2 separate regions of the Mus musculus genome follow, and region 2 is linked to region 1. A link is a contact called in public Hi-C data. All regions are on one chromosome and are shown on one strand. The core of a region is the stretch at or near the end of the contact, and the rest is flanking DNA. Distances in the headings are between cores, read along the strand shown. Region 1 has its middle 4.2 kb from the start of Gm38991. Region 2 has its middle 94 kb from the start of Gm46016.

Region 1 (2,700 bases), core at 184-2,683:
AAAAGGTGGGAGCTGGCGAATCCTTTTCTCCGCTCACTGGCGATCACAGCTCTTTCTCCCCTTTCTCTGCAGACACACGTGGAGTCTCAAGTATTAGCTGGAATAGCCCCTAATTGCTCTCTCAGGGAAAGTACGGTGCACGTAGGTATGACACAGATGTAGCTTCGACTATACGCAGGCAAGAGCGCTACATCAAAGCTATTTGCAAAGTGACATACCTGGTTATTAAAAAGTACATTTTTATTAGAGTCCCTGGAATTTGCATTCGTCCACGAGCCAAATGTATGTTTTCTTCCTTTCTTTTTTAAATGCAGCCATGGACTGTTAGGGTAACAGCCCATTCCTGACACCTACAAAGAAACCACACCTAAATATTTTCCCAGCCAGTTTAATAATTCTGAGTGTATCCATCGCTGCAAGTAGCCCCAGTCGTTTCTATGAGTTAATATTAGCTCATCTCTTCTGCTGGGTGCTGTGAAGAAGAAGAAAAAAGACCCGGACAATGTGAGTTTATCTGGTCCTGACTATGACTCTGCTCCTTATTCTACTGAAACAAATGGCAAAGGAAAACTTGCCGACTTTTGGCAAACTACAAAGGTTAACTCTATTCTCCTTGAGGAAGCGGATGCTAAGTGCTGTCTGTCCATACATTTTAAAGATTTAGAAGCGCCTGTTAGCACTCTTGGGTGAGCGAAAGCAGGAGCGTCCGTCTGAGGTGTGTGTGCAGAAGATCTATCTGGGTTCCTTCTATCTCTGCTACTGTTGAATCCTAATATTAATCACAGTAGGAAACAAGGTTATTTTTCAATGAGATTGAAAAGAAAAATCAAAGCTTTACTTGATGTCATCTTTCCTGGGTCCTTTAATGCAAAGTGGCAGGGTATGATGGCACTATGATTACTGAGTTTACAGGAAGAAAAAGACACCAACCCAGGGACAGCCAGAAATACAAATACGTGCCCCTCCTGATACCAGCACAACTCCTGACCCCACCCTAGGATTCCCAAAGGCCGTCTGAAGCTAAGGGAAAGTAAACTCAGGTGGATTCAAAAGGAACCAGAAGATCTAGCTGCGAAGTTGCCCCCTCCGCCCACTTCTCCCGACCCCCGAATTGTTCTGGACTGCACAGGCGGGCAGGGGAAGAAGGGCTGAGAAAGTTGGAGGTCTGACAACCTCAGAAGCAATCAAGAGTGTGTCCCTGCACCCCCGGGGACCCATGGCAGCCGCTCCCATAGCATCTTTTCAACTTTCTATAACTCATCTGCATGAATTTACTTTTTTGCCTTAAGAGGTTGTTGGAATGCGTGTTAAAACACACAGAGCGATTTCATCTCCATAGCATCACTAAAGAAATATTATATTAGTATAAAGTTGCGGGGGGGGGGTGTTGGAGGAAAAAGAAAGAAAAAGAGAAAGTCAGCTCTGCAGCGAGGCAGGCGGCAAAGCGCTGCTCAAAAGCGCCACCCAAAGGCGGGAGAATGTAAATGCAAGCCAGGAACCGCGGTTGGCTTGCTTGCATTTTTTTCTTTTTTCTTTTTTCTCTTATTTCTTCTTCTTCTTTTATTTCTTTTTCAATTTCAGAATGAAAAAAATGACAGCGCCACGCAACTTGACGGAGGCTTTTGATTGAATTGACTGATTGCTCCAGCTGCACCTGCGGAAAATTGATGACAATGCTGTCTAAACCATTCATTAAGGTCTGGAACTTCGCGCAGATGAATGCGGGATTCATATATTTGCTAGACGTGTGTTGGGAATAATATGACGAAGCACTGTTTCCAAATGAACATTTCTTTAACCTAATTTTATCGAAATCATGCAACGGAATGAAAGCACGTTCATGCCTGAACTCTGTCAAAGCAACTGCAACTAGGCACTCTCTCTCTCTCTCTCTCTCTCTCTCTCTCTCTCACTCGCTCTTCTTTTTGTCTTTTCAAAACATTTAGGTGGAATCTTTTCTTTGAAATATCTCTACTGCTCTGCCTTGAATTATTTGTTATGAAAATGCTTTTATTCTATTTTATTTTAGTCATTCAAAGTGTTATTCCCCACCAAATGAAGGGAAAGTATTTGAGGCTTCTTTTCCAAGCTCCAAATTTGCTAAATTGTATACAAGTAGAAAATAGTTTTGTTTTTTTTTTTAAGAAAAAGAAAACTAATAATACCACCCTCCTCTTAGACACCTCGGGAGGAATCATTTCGCACCAACTGGCCGTGCCTTCCCTTCGTAGAGAATTAGACTGCCTGCAGGCTTGGAAGGGAAATGAAATCCTTTTAAAATATTGACTGTTCTGGTCAAAACGGTGTGAATGGTATCTATACACCTTTTATGTAAGAGCCCCGACTCACTCTTGATTTTAATGTATCAAAGCACAATCAATATTGAATGAAGCTTTCGCTGCATGTCCAGAATAAAGGGGGGTAGGGGTGGCTGTAGAGAAAGGTGGCTGAGACGGAGATAAAATGTGGCTTTTATACCTGGCTTGGCTTGCTACAACTGAGAAGACGCTGTGTTTGAATCTATCTTCCAAGCAGCTAGCCTGCTGGAGGTGTGAATTGTTAGGGAGGAGTTTAAAAAAGAGAGAGAGAGAACCTTATTCTTAAGAACCAAAAATGCTGTACAAATAGATGTTACTTCTCCAACAAGGGCTCTATGCCTAGAACTTGCCTCCTTTCCCCCCCAAAAAAAAACCCTCAAAA
Region 2 (2,700 bases), core at 172-2,671, 190 kb before region 1:
TCCTTGCAGTCTCCAAAGTGAAAACCATCTTTGTGTTATCTCAATGACCTCACCTTGGGCTGGCAAAGTAGCTTAAGGGTCATGGCTGGCCAGCAGAAAGAGCAGCCCCAACCCCCAACCTTCAGGCAGGAGGGGGAGACTGGGGGTTCTTTTATGTCCCACGGGCAATGATCAAAGTCACTCAAACATAATTAGTGACTTCCAGACTCTCAGGAGTTGAGGGTCACACACTCCCCGAGAGAGAATGTGTAGTATGGCGTGACTCTGCAATAGGCTCATCCTTTGATGGTTTGGTCTACACCTTATGGTGCTGTTTTGGAGTCTTTAGGAGGTGGGGTTGGGCTGGTGGAAGAGAGTTACTACAGGCAGACTTTAGATTACACCTATCCCTGGTTCTAGCCTGTGCTCTCTGTCCTGCTCCACCACCCTGTGAGGAGTCTCCTCGGCATGCTCAGGTTCTCAGAGACAGAACTGCTCAGTCGCCATGCCTTCCTCACCATAGTGGACTGAAATCTGTCTGAAAGCAGAAGCCTAAGTAAGCCTTTCCTCTTGCCCTCTCCGTGTCCTTCTGAGGTTATAACCTGACACTGGGTTGAGGTTTAAGGAGAAATAAAGAAAACACAAAGGTAGGTGGCTCTGAGATATGACAGATCACTTGTTCCTTCCTGTACCGATCTTCTTGTCTTTTGTTCCCTCATATAACTTAGGCATACAGGTGGCTCTGAGTCTTGGTGGCCTGAACAACATCATACTCCTGTTTGAACCTAGACTTGTTTTCCTTTCCCTAATAATCAGATGTGACCCAGTGTGGTGACCTCTCCATGGAGCCAGGTTCATCCCTGCCTTTCTAAAACCTCACATCTCAACCAGGCTTTATGGCTTGCATCTGAAAGGTCCCACCCAGGATCAAATGTTTTAACAACTGACTTCCAGCTGGAGAAACTGTTTCTGGGGTGCTCTGCTACATAACTAGCAGTTCTGTGTCTTCCTTTGGGCATGATAGTCTGATCCTGCTTCCTGTCATGTCTGACCTCTCTCCTGATCTGCTAAAATGTGAACAAGCTATGCTGCCAGCTCCCATTGTCACAGGCCCAGCCACCATAGCATCCGAAATATCTCACCATGATGGGAGGTATCCTTTAAAGCTGTGAACCCAACCAAGCCTTAAGTTGCTTCTGTTGGATATCCTCTCATGCTGACAAGAAGATCTACCAACAAAACTTCTATCTTAATTGATACAGCCTGAAACTCCAGCTCCCCTCTATGTCCTGGAAGTCCTTCAAGGCTCTGTCTAAGGGCACTCTCAATCAACCAATCTTCTTGGTTAACTCTAGACTTGAGGCCCCTCCCCTTCCCTTTCCTTTGTTCCTTAACTTGTGGGAAGGTGATTCATACATGGGCTGCTTCTCTGGGATGTGGGCTGCGTGACAGCTTGGTGAAGGAGACTTGGTAAGGGCAGTAGCCCAGTGAAGTGACTAAGCAAGACAGCTGTGCTACTGTCACCAAACTAAAACAAACAAACAAAAGTAAGAATGAAGAGTTTTAGTGTGAAATGACACAAAATTGCTAACCAACTCCACAATCATTGTGAATATAAGTTAGTCTACTAGATTCTGCTGTCCATCCGCCTCATGTCTCTTGTGGAGGCCATATGCTCCCTCCACGAAGACGTTGGCAGCTTTCTGGGGATGGACAGCTGTCTTCTCCCACACCCCCACCTGCCTGCGAAGATGGTGCACACTAAGGAAAGCTGGGGCATATTTGTCCGGATCCCAAGCTCCTGCCACCACTACTAGGGACTATGTTGTCTTTGTTCATAGCATCCTTAAGGTAGAAAGAGCAACTCTAAAGTACCCTGCTCCACTCCATGATGACTGCCGAGAGCTAAGAGCTTCTTAAGAAGATCCGTTCCAAGCCATTTGGGCTCCTTCTATAAATAAAGCCTCCTCCGACAATTTTGGAACAGCATATTTATTTACCTGATAGATCATAACAGCTCTTTCAGTGCCTTTAGCCCTGGTAGGTGATCTTCAAGCACTTAGCTCCTTTGCACTTAGTTAGCTCCCTTTTCTAGGCAGCAAAATGGAGTTTAGCCCCTTGAACGAGCTGGCGCTGATGGGATGCGGTCCTCTTTGCTGTGGACTCGCTCTGATAGGAGCCATTAACACAGAGGCAGCAGGTGCCAAGGGGAAATGATTAATCAGAAGCGTCGGATGGTTCCCAGCCAGCACACGCATTTCTAAAGTGGCTATTGGCTGCAGGAAAGACAAGGATGGAGGAATGGGTATGACTTTTTCAAGACACCGGGAGAGAAAATGTCCCTCATATGAGACAGACCGTGCAGTGTGTTCCTTTCTGAGTCTGGCTTATTGCACTTAACATGACAGTCTTGATTCCATCCATTTTGCAGACAATGATGATATATTCTCAGTCCTTTTCACATGCCAGGCTGTCTCTATGTATCTATTGATTCTGTACCTTGAATATTGTGACACAGTGAAAGTGGGTTTGCAGGTATCTCCGTGCTGTGTTGACACAGGTTCCCAGAAGCAGGGTTAGATCAGAGTATATTAAGCAAAGTCCTCTAAAGGAACAGAATGAATGGGATGAAAACATGCATACACACACACACACACACACACACACACACACACACACACACCACATAAAACACTCACACAAAAACACGTACCGGACTTA

Evidence for each region. A called contact is a pair of places that touch in the nucleus more often than the background predicts.
Region 2: a contact with region 1 is called in a Hi-C map of muscle stem cells, with 3 times the contacts expected there. The contact joins two enhancer-like sites. A contact is called at or near these places in 5 of 484 Hi-C or Micro-C datasets (cerebral cortex, liver, muscle stem cells and 1 more) and 1 of 115 datasets of contacts at active chromatin or transcription factors (fibro-adipogenic progenitors).

What each region holds. Positions count from the first base shown.
Region 1 is chr7:36,070,729-36,073,428 of GRCm38.p6, reverse strand. No RefSeq gene overlaps it. Among named protein-coding and RNA genes, the nearest start is that of Gm38991, 4.2 kb to the left of the region's middle. Within about 2 kb of position 1,433, at least 3 of the 459 cell types and tissues checked have an H3K27ac peak or open chromatin away from gene starts, as enhancers often do. A contact at or near this core is called in muscle stem cells, where this site is marked.
Region 2 is chr7:36,264,367-36,267,066 of GRCm38.p6, reverse strand. No RefSeq gene overlaps it. Among named protein-coding and RNA genes, the nearest start is that of Gm46016, 94 kb to the right of the region's middle. Within about 2 kb of position 1,421, at least 5 of the 459 cell types and tissues checked have an H3K27ac peak or open chromatin away from gene starts, as enhancers often do. A contact at or near this core is called in muscle stem cells, where this site is marked.